Linked DNA regions of Danio rerio: region 1 is linked to region 2. A link is a contact called in public Hi-C data. All regions are on one chromosome and are shown on one strand. Each heading gives the region's core, a stretch centred on a gene start, on an enhancer-like site or on the middle of the called end of the contact. The rest is flanking DNA. Distances are from core to core; before and after follow the strand shown.

The links. Hi-C and Micro-C count contacts between places; a contact is called where the count stands out from the background.
Region 1: a contact with region 2 is called in a Hi-C map of embryo, with 1.7 times the contacts expected there. The contact joins the promoter of ptx3a here to the enhancer-like site in region 2. A contact is called at or near these places in 2 of 18 Hi-C or Micro-C datasets (embryo and an unstated tissue).

What each region holds. Positions count from the first base shown.
Region 1 is chr18:44,307,916-44,315,227 of GRCz12tu, reverse strand. ptx3a (pentraxin 3, long a) reads left to right here and starts at 5,247. Exons shown (of 3, transcript XM_021473342.3): 1 at 5,247-5,530. The coding sequence starts at 5,380. The region is part of intron 4 of veph1 (ventricular zone expressed PH domain-containing 1); the gene reads right to left.
Region 2 is chr18:44,272,662-44,279,565 of GRCz12tu, reverse strand. veph1 (ventricular zone expressed PH domain-containing 1) reads right to left here. Exons shown (of 14, transcript NM_212831.1): 4 at 5,725-5,899. Among named protein-coding and RNA genes, the nearest start is that of ptx3a, 34 kb to the left of the region's middle. Within about 2 kb of position 5,020, at least 5 of the 62 cell types and tissues checked have an H3K27ac peak or open chromatin away from gene starts, as enhancers often do.

The DNA of each region.
Region 1 (7,312 bases), core at 3,998-6,497, 35 kb before region 2:
GCACGGATTGACCCTCCAACTGCCTTCCCTAAAGCCAACCGACAGTGTTTTCAAAAACACAGACTGACCCACCCACCGCCTTCCTTAAACCCAACCAACAGTGTTTTAAAAAAAAAAAAACAATTGGCCCGCCAACTGCCTTCCCTATACCCAACCCACAGTGTTTTCAAAAGCACCAATTGACCGGCCCACCACCTTTCCTAAACCTAACCGACAGTGTTTTCAAAACCACCGAATGACCCGCCCACCGCCTGCCCTAAACCTAACCGACAGTGTTTCCAAAAGCACCGATTGACCCGCCCACCGCTTTCCCTAAACCTAACTGACAGTGTTTTCAAAAGCACTGATTGACCCGCCCCCCCGCCTTGCCTAAACCCAACCGACAATGTTCTCACTCTGTTATTTACTTGTTTATTTTATTTTTTGCTTTTTGTTTTTGTTTTACTGGAACTGTTCTTTGCCGGACTCAAACCCCATTTTCACGGTCATTTCCTCTTTGTGTCTCAGGTCTGTTGACGTACGTGGCGAGCCGCTGGGCAAACTGGTAACATTGGAACAGCCGTCAACATGTAGGTAAGCGGTCAACTGGTAGTGCAAAAAGAAACAAGCTGTGGCCGTATCGTTCAATTTAAAAATGAAATGCAGCCATGCATAGCTCTGGTTAGAAGATTCGCAGTCTCCAGAAATGTATACAGGGGTACATTTTTACAATGAGCCAGAGTTTGAAAAAAGAGATCTTCTCTCCACTGGTTCCCAGTCAAGTTCAGCACTGATTTTAAGATTTTATACCTGATTTTTAAAAGGTATACTCAACTCTTCCCCAAATACTGTACTCTAATACATCAACCAGGTCACTCAGATCAGGTAATAAGTCATTGTTGACCACAAAAAATCTAAAGGCAACCACAAATTTGCTGTGGTATGCCCCAAAAAAGTTAAATTTTAAAGTTTTAAGGTCACAGTTGAAGACATATTTGTTCAGTTTAGCATTTGACATACTCTGTTTCTACTTTGTTGTCCATGTCAGTTGTATATTTTACATTTCCATGTTTAATCTGAAGCACTTAAACTTGCAGTTATATGTGTTATTTTGTTTATATATGGTTTATGTGAGGCTTGCAGTCATTGCATTATATGCGTTATTGACCTTATTCTACAATGTGGAAGTGCGCTCGTTTTTGGGATTGGTTTAGAACTTCCAATTCAGTTGCCTATAGGAGAAATGACTAGGAATAATAAATGGCAGAAAACGGTCAAACTACTTTCTTTACAAACAAGTGTGTTCATGACTTTACATAAAAAGTAGAATAATATAATAACAAAATATCAGTTTGCCACATAAAGCATCAGTTTTAACCTCTAAATATCAATGGAAGTATATGAGACAGAAGTCTCGAGCCAAAAAGATTCCAATGACTGCAGATGCTGGTATGTGAAGAATAAGGTCAATATAAATAAAGAAGATGAAGTTGTTGTGTCTGTGTAAACACCAAAAACAAGAGTCTATGAAAATAAAGGTTGAGAGAGTTAGATTCAAGGCAAGTGCAAGCAAACACACAATATATACGAATACTAGCCTTTAATATGAAATGCGGCAATTTTTGCATCTTTTGTAGATGTCTAAATACAGACTGTTTTGAAAATGTTGTAGTGCAGGGGTTTTCAAAGTGTGAGGCGCGCCTCCCCTGGGAGGCGCCAGAGTATGTCAGGGGAGGCGCGGGAAAAAATATTATATAATAAAAATATAATTATTAAGTTTAATTATTATATGTATTTTTATTATAATTAAGCGTTTTAATTAAACAAAGCTAAAAAAAAAATACGTCAAAAATAAGAAAACCTTTTTTACCCAGAAGGCCATAGCTGTGAATTCGCTTCTGTTTGGCAAGCCCGCCAAGACAGGTATATGCCTGCTAATACAATGGATCGGTTTCTGAGACCCCCCCGATTCAAAGCCTTCAAGTTCAGGGCTTAAACCCAAAAGACGACGATATGATGATCAGTATTTGAGTTTAGGATTTACGTGGACAGGACCAGCTGATGAACCACGACCTTTATGTGTGGTTTGTCAAGATATTTTGGCTAATGACAGCATGAGACCCGCTAAACTTCGGCGACACCTTGAAACCAAGCATGATGAGGTAGCAGGAAAACCTCCAGAATTTTGTGTGTGTGTGTGTGTGTGTGTGTGTGCGTGTTTGGGAGGAGGGGGGCGCCAATGGATAAGTTGTGTCAAAAGGGAGGCCCACTGTCTTAGACTTTGAAAAACCCTGTTGTAGTGTAAATGAAAACTTTTTTAAAATCGCAAGGGAAACACTTTTATATTTTTGTCTACATCCTTGTCATGTAAATGTAGCTTAAGGACTTGTTGGTGTGCCCATGGTGTTGCAAACCTGGCTGACATAAGCAGAAAATTTTATCTGTTGATGTAAAATGCATTTTGAGTTGCAGACATATTAATGTCGACCTCACAAAGGGTACATGTCATGGGGGCCTTCTGTTTCCATAAAACTCCACTTTTGTCCTGCATATGAAATAAATCAATCCTGTACTGGCCCCAGAGCTTTAAAGGGCACCAAATTATTTGCAGTTGGGTGTGGAGTCTTTGTTTCTGGGGAAATGCGCGTGACTGTGAAAGTGGTGCCTGCCATTTGCACAAAAAAACGACAGCAAATTTCCATGAAGCAAACTCCAGCAGCCCCAAACCCCCCTCCTCCTCCAACCATCCATAGTAGAAATAAGAAATACATTGGAAGTCAATGGCTATTTTTTCAATATTCTTCAGTTTCATCTTCCTTTGTGTTTAACAGAAGAAAGAAACAGGTTTGGAATAAGCGTAGGAAGAGTAAATGGTGGCAGAATTTTCATTTGGGTGAACTTTAATGTATAAAATAACAGAATGCAAAACAGTTTTGCATAAACAGTTGTATCAATGAATCAGATTTTTAGGGGTTTTGAACAGGGGTCCTAATCAGCAGATCCTAATCTAGAACCAGAAGCATGTTTGGTTTATAGGAACACCATTTGGACTACAAGAAAGTAGTTGGGTATGAGGAAGGCTGGACAAGGGACTTGGCTTTATGCCCATTTACATTTACAGCAATTTTAACTCACCGGTGGTCTCTAGGTTAGAATACAAGGTTGCTACTTGCTAGTTAGCTGCAAAACAGACCCCAGCCTTTTGAAAATCTAATTACATTCGAAAAACATTCACATATGTCAAACATACACAGAGATTCTCTGTCACAGGAAAAGATTGCTCAAAAACTTGGGCCTGAAAATATAAATGATTGCCATATTAAGGGCTTGATGCCGTAATGGGGTTGAGATCGAAGTAAGAAGCATCTTTAAAAAATGTGAATGAATGAGATTAAAAAAATATGATTAAGATAAGAGTCTAGAGGCTTAGTCAAGCAAAACTGAACTAACTGATGTGATGTCATCCATCCATCCATCCATCCATCCATCCATCCATCCATCCATCCATCCATCCATTTACAACAGCTCAGTGTTAGCAGGGAACTCCTGGGTGACAGAGCTCCTCATCCTCCGAAAAGCCATGTAGATCAGTTGATACATCAACAGATTGTTCGTATGTCAGCACATAGACAGGCCAGCGGATCAACGCAACTTTAAAATCCAGTGTCCCTGTATCTGTATTTGCACTCGGTGAAGAAATGCACTCTGATGACCTTCAAAGCCAATAACAATCATTTCTGTTGAGCACTTGAACACATGGGCCAATCAGCGGGAAATGGAAGTTTTTAAAATTTCTGAACTGATTGGTACCAAAATTCCAGTATTGTGACAACAGTAGGGTGAGCCCTGCCACCCTGCAAAGGAAGCTTATTTCAGTTTCTTGTATCCGAGATCTTATTATTTTGAACATTGACCACATTGAAGATGCTGCTACAGCAACCTTTTTGTCAATCTCAAGTTCCTGAGAAAATACAAACTGTATTTTGAATTTGGTACTGTAGGTAAGAACAGCTTGTCAAAGTGAGCTTTACAGAAAAGTTTGCTCAGGCTGGTAAACTGCTATTGGCACTTGACTATGTAATAGGTGGGTGTTGGTCTGGGCTTCCATAATCTTTCACATTAAACTAAAATTGTATGTGTCGTTGTCACGGATGTTTAGGCAACACAGGCTCATTGTGGATACGTAACCGCGTCTACATTTCTGGAGATCACGAAATATGTACCCAGAGGTACATCTGGCTGCATTTCCTCTGTTAATGGGGTGGTACGTTGCCACCGACATCTTCTGTTCCTTTTAGTGCTACCGCTGACCGCTTACCTTCATATGGACGGCTTTTCCAGTGTAACCAGTTTGCCCAGTAGCTCATCCCGCATGCTGATGAACTTTGGATGTGGAGCGGAGTGGACAGTGATAACAGGGTTCATAGTTGTGAAGAACCGTTTCAAAAACCAGGTAAAACAAAAGCAAAAAGATAAATAAATAGCTGGCTGATTCTAGATTTGAAAACTCTATGGGTTGGGTTTAGGGAAGGGGGTGGGTGGGTCAGTCAGTCAGTTTGATCTGCTAAAATCCACATTGATGCCACTGGTGGATTTATGCGAGAAGAGACTGCACAAATAACACGTGTAAGAAATACTTGAGATCACCAAAGTGTGTACAGTGGCCTCTGGTGGATTTGCGAAAACTAAAGACGTGCCTCTGGTAGGCATTTGGCAATCTCCACAAATTCAGACCTGGGTACGTATCCACATTGAGCCTGGGTTTTGTTTAGGACAAAAACTCCTTTTATCAAGGAAAAGATACCATTTATCGTGTGTCTCAGCATCACACCAGGACATGATGTAAGGGGTTTTATTACTGTTATGGTCCTGAGTAATATTTCTATTAAATAATCATGTCCCTTTGATTTTATCCATACTGTGGAAAAGAAATGGGGTGGTATTTAGGATTTACCAGAGAACAACTTGCATTTAATACAGATATTCCCAAAATGTTTCCAGAGCAGTATTTCAAAATTCATTGCTATTTCCAGGTTTCCTTACATCTTTCCCAACATCCTCCCCCAAAATCTCTCTCTTTCTCTCTATGCCTGTGCTGCAGGAGCTGTACAGCAATATGACTACCCAAACTACCTCCAACGAAGAATTTCTCACTGGAGAAACTCACTCTCTCCCCCACCACTCTCTCTCACTCTCTCTCTCTCTCTCTCTCTCTCTCTCTCTCAGCGCAATGTTTAAATAGACCACAGAGCTGCTCTATCAGGCTCAGTTGCCTTTCAGCTGCAGTTCACCAAACAAGCAGGAGTCCAGCCAACAAATTGCTCAGCATCTAACAAGGAGGACCATCCAAGAGGACAAAGACAAGTATACACAAAAGCTGAGTCTTGCTCATATTCACACATGGCCAGCAAGTCCATGTGGACATTCCTCCAGACCATGTGTCTGGTGGCTTCATTGTCCATGGCGGTATCTGACAATTATGACGATGATATCGAAGTGGGCTTTGGACACAATTATTTTAATGAAATACCTGATGAGGACCAGTTGGAAGGTGAGTAACCAGAAAGAAATACTCAACTGTGATCAGAGTAAGAGGTGAGATAAAGAGATATATAATTCCACTACCTTTCAGAAAGGAGTTATGTTAAAAGTTAAGAGTTAAATGCTGGAATATTTCTTGTAGTTTAACAGGATGCATGATATGATGTAAATTAGAATGAGCGTTCTGATTGTGCATTAACAGATTGATTACTGTATTTGACTATTGTGTTTTGAGTATGCAATAAGTTTCTGCCGAACAGAAATCGATGAAGTGACACAGAAAGAGAGAAAATTGGAAAATGAAAAAAATTAAAGCTGATAATTTAAAAAAGCATTACTTTATAAAGGATTTTGCTAACACTATAGTATGGGGACACATTCTTACTACTAACTTTGGCAATTAACATGTATGTTATTAACACATTGGCTGTATAGTGACTATAAATTGCATGTTCTACATGATCTTATTCTGCGTCCCTAAACCTACCAAATACCTAAACCTAACTACTACCATATCAACTATTCAACAGTAAACTAGGACTTTATTGAAGCATAAGTGACCAATAAAGTGACCATAAAGTTTACCATGTCAAATAAAAGCAATTAAAACAGCTCATCCCTTTATTAGTGACAAAAAATGAATCCAATAATGAAATTAATCCTACACTGTAAAAATGCTGGGTTGTACACAATTCCTCCACGTTGTCCCAACACAAATCGATTAAGTGAACTTAATTGGTTTTACAAATTTAAGTGGATAGAACATAAAACAATGAAATTGTCCCAAAAAAAACAATAATTGAGTTGATTCAGCTCATTTTAAATGAGTAGTTTGAACAAACAGCAAAAATAACTTTTGAGTGTATAAGGAAATGCTACGTTTAAACAAAATATTTTTTAAATGTGAAGATATCGATTTTAGATTGTTTTCAGCAAAGCTATTTGCATTTCAAACACTCACTTCTATAGTAGTAAAGTCACTTTTACATGTTTGACACTTTTGGACCTTACTGTGAGGAGGATGAGTAAATTACTTGTTGCAATATTTGATCGTATTTATTAAATGTGTTCTTTAATGGAAGTTAGGCAGATATACCATATACTCAAAAAAGTTTGTTTCCTGCTTGTTCAAACTACTTAAATAAAATGAACTGAAACAACTCAATTATTAAGATTTTCTTTGGGCAACGCAATTGTTTTATGTTCAATCTACTTAAATTTGTTAAGTTAACTTAATCGATTTGTGTTGAGATAACATGAATGATCTGTGTGGAATCCTGCAGTTTTTAAAATGAGTACGTTTACATGGACACCAATAATGCGATTTTAATCCGATTTGACAATACTCAGATTAAGATTCTACCATGTAAACAGTGATTTTTTATTAATTTAAATCAATTAAGGTCATAATCGAACTAAACAGAAATCGGATTAAGACGTGGAGTATGCTGATTTAGTCACATTATTGAAGTTCAGTACAGACATGTAAACATCGCAATCAAACTATTGCCGTCATGTAGGATTTTCACCGCATTTTGTGACAGGATAGTCTATACACACGGCTGTTTGACACTATTCTATACACTTACCAAGTGTGTGAAGGACCACAGACACCTGCATCACGAAATATAGAGTTTTTTTCATACAACGTGCGATTTCAAATTCCATTAAAACAACACTCTTTCATCGGCACCAATGGCGAAGTGGTAGTGCGTCGACATATGCACGCCAGTGCTCACGACGACCTGAGTTTGATTCCCGCCTCAGGGTCCAATGCCGATCGTTCCCCTCT
Region 2 (6,904 bases), core at 3,771-6,270:
CGCTGTCGACTGACTGAATGACTGACTGATCGACTGACCCACCCCCTCCTCCTTCCCTAAACCCAATCAATAGTGTTTTCAAAAGCACAGACTGACCCGCCCACCCACTTCCCTAAACCCAATCAACAGTTTTAAAAAGCAATCTTGTCTGATTTTTACCACGTTATCAGGTTTTACCACATTCTCACCTTGTTATTCACTTGTTTATTTACATTTTGGGCTTCTGTTTTTGTCTAACCTGCTTTCTGGAACCGTTTTCCGCCAGACTCAAACCCCGCTGTCATGGTCAGCTCCTTTCTGCATCAAGTCTGCCGTCGTACATGGCAGGCTACTGGACGAATTGGTTAAAGCGGGAAAGCAATCCACATAGAGGTAAGCGGTCAGCTGGTGAGCGCAAAAAGGAGCCTTGTCATACCGCCCCGTAGCATTCGTTTTAAAGACAAAATGCAGCCATACGTACTTCTGGCTACAAAATTTGCAATCTCCAGCAATATATATTATACTTTTTCAGAATGACCCCGTGTTGCATTAAACACACCATGAAAATGAACAGTTTAACTGCGGCACCAATGAATGAGTCGTATATGAATCATAGCTTCACTCATTCCGTTGTACTGTTCAGCTCAATGATCCTCCACAAAATCTAGCCTGAAACCCATTACCTCACCCCATTTCCTGCTTCATGCACTGTACAGAGGTCGCACGTTATTGCCCCTTTGTGAACCCGAGGGAAGTAGGACAAGGGTGGTGTTAATGAGAGAAGAGGAAAGGAGACTGATTAGGAGACAGACCCCAACAGGAGGCTTGAGGAAAAACGAGGGTGAGCTATTAAGATCTAATAATCCTGTTAGCTGGGGCTCTGTAGTTGTAGCGCTATAATGCATGACATATGCAAAAACCACAAAACCTATTATGCTTATACTGGAAACGAAGATCCATAACTTACCATTACTGTAAGTTACACCAAGTACCATAGTGAATCATACACAGATGGCAATGTAGGCCAGTAAATCCTTCAAAGTTGAATCCCTGGTGTTGTCCTTCTGTCCTGGACTGTTTCATGTAGATTTGAGCAAATATCAACTCTGTTAGTCCTCTGTTTTACATCTCTAGTGCAGGCTGGATTCAATCCAGGGGTTCTGCTGACTTGTATATCAGTTTTCTGTTCTTACTCAGCCATCCAAACTGCCGCAGTGGTCCAAAACACAATCAATGGATGCTCGAGAGTATACACGATGCATGGGGTATAAAGAAACCTAAACACTTCAATACAAGCTGTTTAACTATAGTGGTCAGCCAATTGTTGATTGTACCTCAGGCTGAAAAACCTGGGCAAATGTTGAGTGGAAGCTGTCATGACAGTTTCACAATTGAGAGTTATGTAACCAGTTCTTGGACGAACATGATGGTCAAGCAGCAAGCCCAGTTTTAAGACAATACACTTCATTTAGATCTGGAACCCCCGTCAACAGTTGAATAATACAAATTAAAGCCCAAGAGGGTGCTTCTTCAGCTGAGGCAATGTTTTTTTCTGTGTTGGCAAGAGAAAGATTGTTGAATTTAGAAGTAGATGTTGAAAGAAGAATACATAAACCAATGTGGCATGACTGAATGGATATCCAGTGGATAGATAATGCTTTACAGGCTGAAAAAAATTTATGTATGAGATAACTGTGGTAAACTGTTTACATAATGTGCTTGAAGAGTGCATCCAAACATGGCGGTAAAGGAGCCAGTCGATATTCATAATGTTTAGCTTTTTACCTGTCAATCTCTTCACTCTACAAGGGGATTTATTTGGCAGTACACGGTGACAACCATATCAGATTTATACACGTAGTCAACTATGTTTATAATACATCAAGTGAACAACTAAAATACTTAAAGAGTACAAGAGGAAACATAAACCCCTCAAAAGTGTCTTCACTTGTAGCTCTCCAAGAATTTTAGTTATTCAGCAATAGGATATGAAAAAACTGAGACTATTACAAAATATGAAGGTATTTATTTTAGACTCTACAGCCATGTGGGCCAGCCTGATCACCTACTCACACCTGAAGTTCTTCAGCCTCAGGCACCTAGACTGCAGCTCTGCTAAGGAAGCTTGGTCAGAGGAGAAATGGTCGTGGCCAACTGAGGCTGGTTTTTTTCCTTCATTTTCGTCAAATGGTGAAGTTTGTTCCTCGCCACTGTCGCCACTGGCTTGCTTGGTTGGAGACTTGTGGAGCTAAATGCATGGGTCCCAGAGGTTTTAGGGGCCCACAATGAAGCTTGGAGGGCTGGAACATTTTACTACCTGTTTTGATTTTGACCAAGGGAGCCTGAAAACCTGTGCATTGGGCCCAGAAATACTAGCAATGATGATGCCTTGAGAACCATTTAAAATTAATTTCACGCTGCCTAACTGCATTTCGTTACTGACCCTGTCCACCCCTTTCAGGAGCAAAGTGTACCAATCTTGTCATGGCTACTTCCAACAAGATAATGCGTCATGGCATGTCATGTCAATGTTAAAAAAATCTAATAACTGGTCTCTTGACCATGACTAGGAGTTCATTATATCTAATTATTACACGTTTGTGCCAAAAACCGATTCTGATTGGTCAGTCGCGACATTCCAAGCCATGTTTTTCTGATATAACAACCACTGAATAACACAGGCTCATCCGGGTGCTTTAAATCATCTGGACTGTTTGGAACTATCCTCTTACTCAACAATATGTAGGTTAGTGTATGCTCCATTCAACCATTTTTGTTTCTGTCAGCTTTGCCTTTAATTAAGGTATTAATAGATTTTACAACTCTATTGATTTTACTACAATTATTTTTTCTGTCAAACCGTTGTGTTTTGTGGCAAGTAGTCATGTAATAAATGAGATAAATTACATCTAGACAGTTTTTTGTTTGCAAAATAAAGCCCTTATTATCAGAGTAGGATGTAACATGTTCCACAGAAATGCGGAGGACACCGGCGCCCTAAAACATGGCGGTTCAACTCAGCCTAAACAAGCTAAGTTGAATTTTTATGCAAGATCAGGAGTGAAGGTATGTGAAGTAAATGTAATGTGAAGAAAAGCATAGTAGAGATCTGCGCAGGACTAAATTTTGAATCCAGGTCCCGCTGCCAGGTTTTAATCTGAACCCGACCGCTACCGCTTATGTTCAGCATTCGTTGTCCCGCTGCCCGACCCACTCCGTTTTCTACCCGTCGCGCCCGTTCCCGCTAATGTGCGGGGGGAGAACAAATGCGAAAACCACCCAGCTATACAGAGTCCAGACAGCCTATAACACGCTGTTTGTATAAACACACACACACACACACACACACACACAGCACCAAGCATGCCAAGCAAGTGACACACACAGACAGCAACATCACGCTCTCTCATTCACACACATACGCATAAACACACACATAGCACAAAGCTCTCTCTCTCATTCGCGCGCACACACACGCATACACAAACAGACAGCAACAAACAAGCTAAACGCAGCATCACGCTGTCTCATTCACACACATATATACGCGTGCTCGCTCAGGAGTCAGGAGTAATATTGTTAGACTGCCCGCTCCCGTCCAAAAATACACCAGTTCCCGACCACTCTTGCGCTTTATTCGTAAATTTATAAATCTCGTCGGGTCCCGCGGCTCCCGCAGTACAGCGGGGGGAATGCAGACCTCTAAAGCGTAGCTGCTTGTGGGGGCCTTCACATATTGCATCATTTGTGCGTGCACGTTCGTTATTTCCAATGGAGGCATGCATTTTCCAGGCGCGCCAATTGAAAACTGTTAGTCACATGACAAGAACTGAAAGATCAACTTCATGCTTTGTATGGAATATACACATTTTGGTAGACTAAATACCTCAGACAAACACAGAACACCCAAACAGTGCAGTGCTTTTGCATACTATGGATGTCAATGATTACAGCCAGGGCTTAATTGGTGCCCGAACACGGCAGATCTGACACCTCTTAAATCTAATCTGGCACCTAATTATTCCGATCCCCCTCCTCAACCGCCTTCCTTCTCCATCAGCTGTTCACTTTCGCTTTCCTCCATGACTCCTCAACACTCTTTACTTTCGCCCGTGACACCACTCCGCCATCCAACGCCCCGCCATCCTGCACTTCACTTTCATCCACAATAATACACCCCCGCCCTGCAGTTTAAGAGCTGCAGTTTATTTGTATTTTATAGGTATATTTTATATGTTTTAAAAGTAACTTCAATGTAAATAATTAGTAAACTAGTTACTTTTTACATGAAGTAATTAATAATGTAAACAGATGACACGTTTCCAGTAGTAGTCAGTAATTGTAATCGATTACTTTTTTAAAGTAACTTACCAAACACTGCTTATTATAAATGTGCAATCAACAAATATTCAGCCACTATATGAAGCCATTTACAACATTGCTGTTCTTTGACTGACCCAAACTATACATAATAGGACCACTATCCCTAAAGACATATATGTTTCTGGCATCTGAACAAGTAGACACAACACCAATTAGATCTTAATCTTCAATGGGCAACAATCTGTGTGAGAGTTTGAACTGCTGAGGGCATAGTGTGTTTTGGCACACACACACCATGTTAAATTTACCATTCACTCAGACCAACTCATAAAACAAAAAGAAAATCTTTCACTCAAAAATAACTAAATATCAAGTACTTCAAGCAATTTAAAGAACAATGGATGTAATAAAGTTTGCTTCATTGTGGATGTCTCAAATGACCCATTTAACTGTGTGGTTTTGGGAGCAAAAACCAGAACCGCACTCTGTGGGCCAGGATGACCGCATGTCATTTACACTACACTGATGCTGTGGGTGGCACACTAATGCTGTGGAAACTAAACAGTCACTGGTCTGCATGTGTGTGTGAATATTCTTGTAAAAACAAAGGGAGTGCTTCTCTAATTGCGAAAAGTCAATGAGGTGCAGGGCCTGGAAAGCACTGAATCATGGGAAATATGAGGATTTTATACCTTTCATGACTCACTCTACTATTCTATCGTGTAATCAAACACAGCACACGGTCACAGTGACTTTGCCAAGTAGGACGTGTTTCTGGATCAACATCTGTTGTCGGTACTAGAACAAAATTTTTATCTAACAAGCGTAGCCCTAACCTTAACAATTAGGTACCAAAACAAAATTGTCTGTCCAGAATTGAGGCACCCAAGACAACACAAATTAAAATTCATTATTTACACAACTTCAGTTTGTTCTGATTATAATGAATTTATTTATTTTGCTAAACAAAGTCATACAGGTTTGGATTCATACAGGTTTCGCTTGTTGCAGTAGTGGCTGTTTAGGAAATTATGATAAAGGCTTGTGTTAACCTGTGGGTGTTGATGGTAAAAAAAATTATAAATATTTTTTTTTATTTCAATACTATTTTAAAAATTTGCTGTATGTTATTTTAGTTTGTTTCAACAGCTTACGTTACCTTGTGTCCAAAAATATAGTACGCATTTTGTTTATTAAAGTACACATTCAACTGTATTGTATTACCGTTTACTCTCACCATAATCCTAAACCTACCCTCACAATAATGGAAAAACTTAAATCATTTAAAATAAAAATCCAAAATGTTTCTATATTGTTTAAATTACACATTAAATTTTACTTTATTAACATCTAACCTTACCCTCATAGTAGTGTAAAAACAGTATTAACTCTTGTATATTAAAGAGTAATGTGAACCCTTACCTGCCAGAACGCTGCATGTGATCGCCTCTGTGTGTTGAGCCAAGAGTTCTGCTTTAGCAATGGCAGCCAGTGACAAGTAGCTGGACATGTTTCTGCTCAGCTCTTGGTTGCCTTGCTGCAAGAACCGCACAGCTACAGGAACCGCTAAAGCCATCACTGGTGGCCTGTTGTAATTCTGAAAAAAAAGAGAAACTTTTACTGTAATTTATCCACTGTTTACGAGGTAAATCTGTCATACAGACTAAAATACAGAGACATTTCATTCAAATAAGGTAAAAATATAAAACAACATGTAGATTCTAAATGGCGAATGTCAAGATCAGCCAATTAAGACGTTAATAGATTCAGAAAATGACTGTATATGGGTAAGCTGGCTGCTTATTTTATTTAATAAAGATAATAATAGACACTACATGAGCTTTGAAAGGCAGCGGTAAACCTCTGAAAAGATCAAACTGAAGTCTGCCACAGAAAGTAGGTTATGTGAAATGTTCTGCTGCCCCCTAGAGCAGGAGATGTGTACATGTCATCAGATAGATAATTCTTGCAAAACACTACCTCATGATTTAGTTTGACATTTTTCCCTATTGTTTTAAACCGTATCTCCTCCCTTTTTAATTATTTATTATTATTTTATTGATTTGTTTTTACATACTGTGTGAATGTTGCTTAGTTTCGGTGTTGTTCTGTACTGTTAACTCTTGAAAAGGCAAAATAAAAATATATAATTCAAAAAAGACTGATATTCTTTCCATCAAAAGAAATATGAGGCTGCTTTATTATCATTAATCAGGTTTTACATGATATTACATTTGATATATAGTTTTAGGGACGACATGGTGGCTCAGTGGTTAGCACGGTTACTTCACAGCAAAAAGGGCGCTGATTTGAGTCCCGGCTGGGTCAGTTTAAAACCACATGAGGGAGAGCAAAGGATAGGTCATTACTTTCATTTCTGGGTGAATTATCCCTGTAATCAAAGATTTACCTATTATGCCCTTTTTTACAGAACATAAAAATAAGCCTCTGTTGTCCCAAGACTAGAGTGTGTATGTGAGGTTTCCGAATACCACACAAATAATGTTTTATAACAGCACATTTTAGGCTTAGATCCTAAATGTGCCAATTTTAATGAATGGGAAATTATGCAAAGAGGCGCACAAATGACATGGAGTCACAT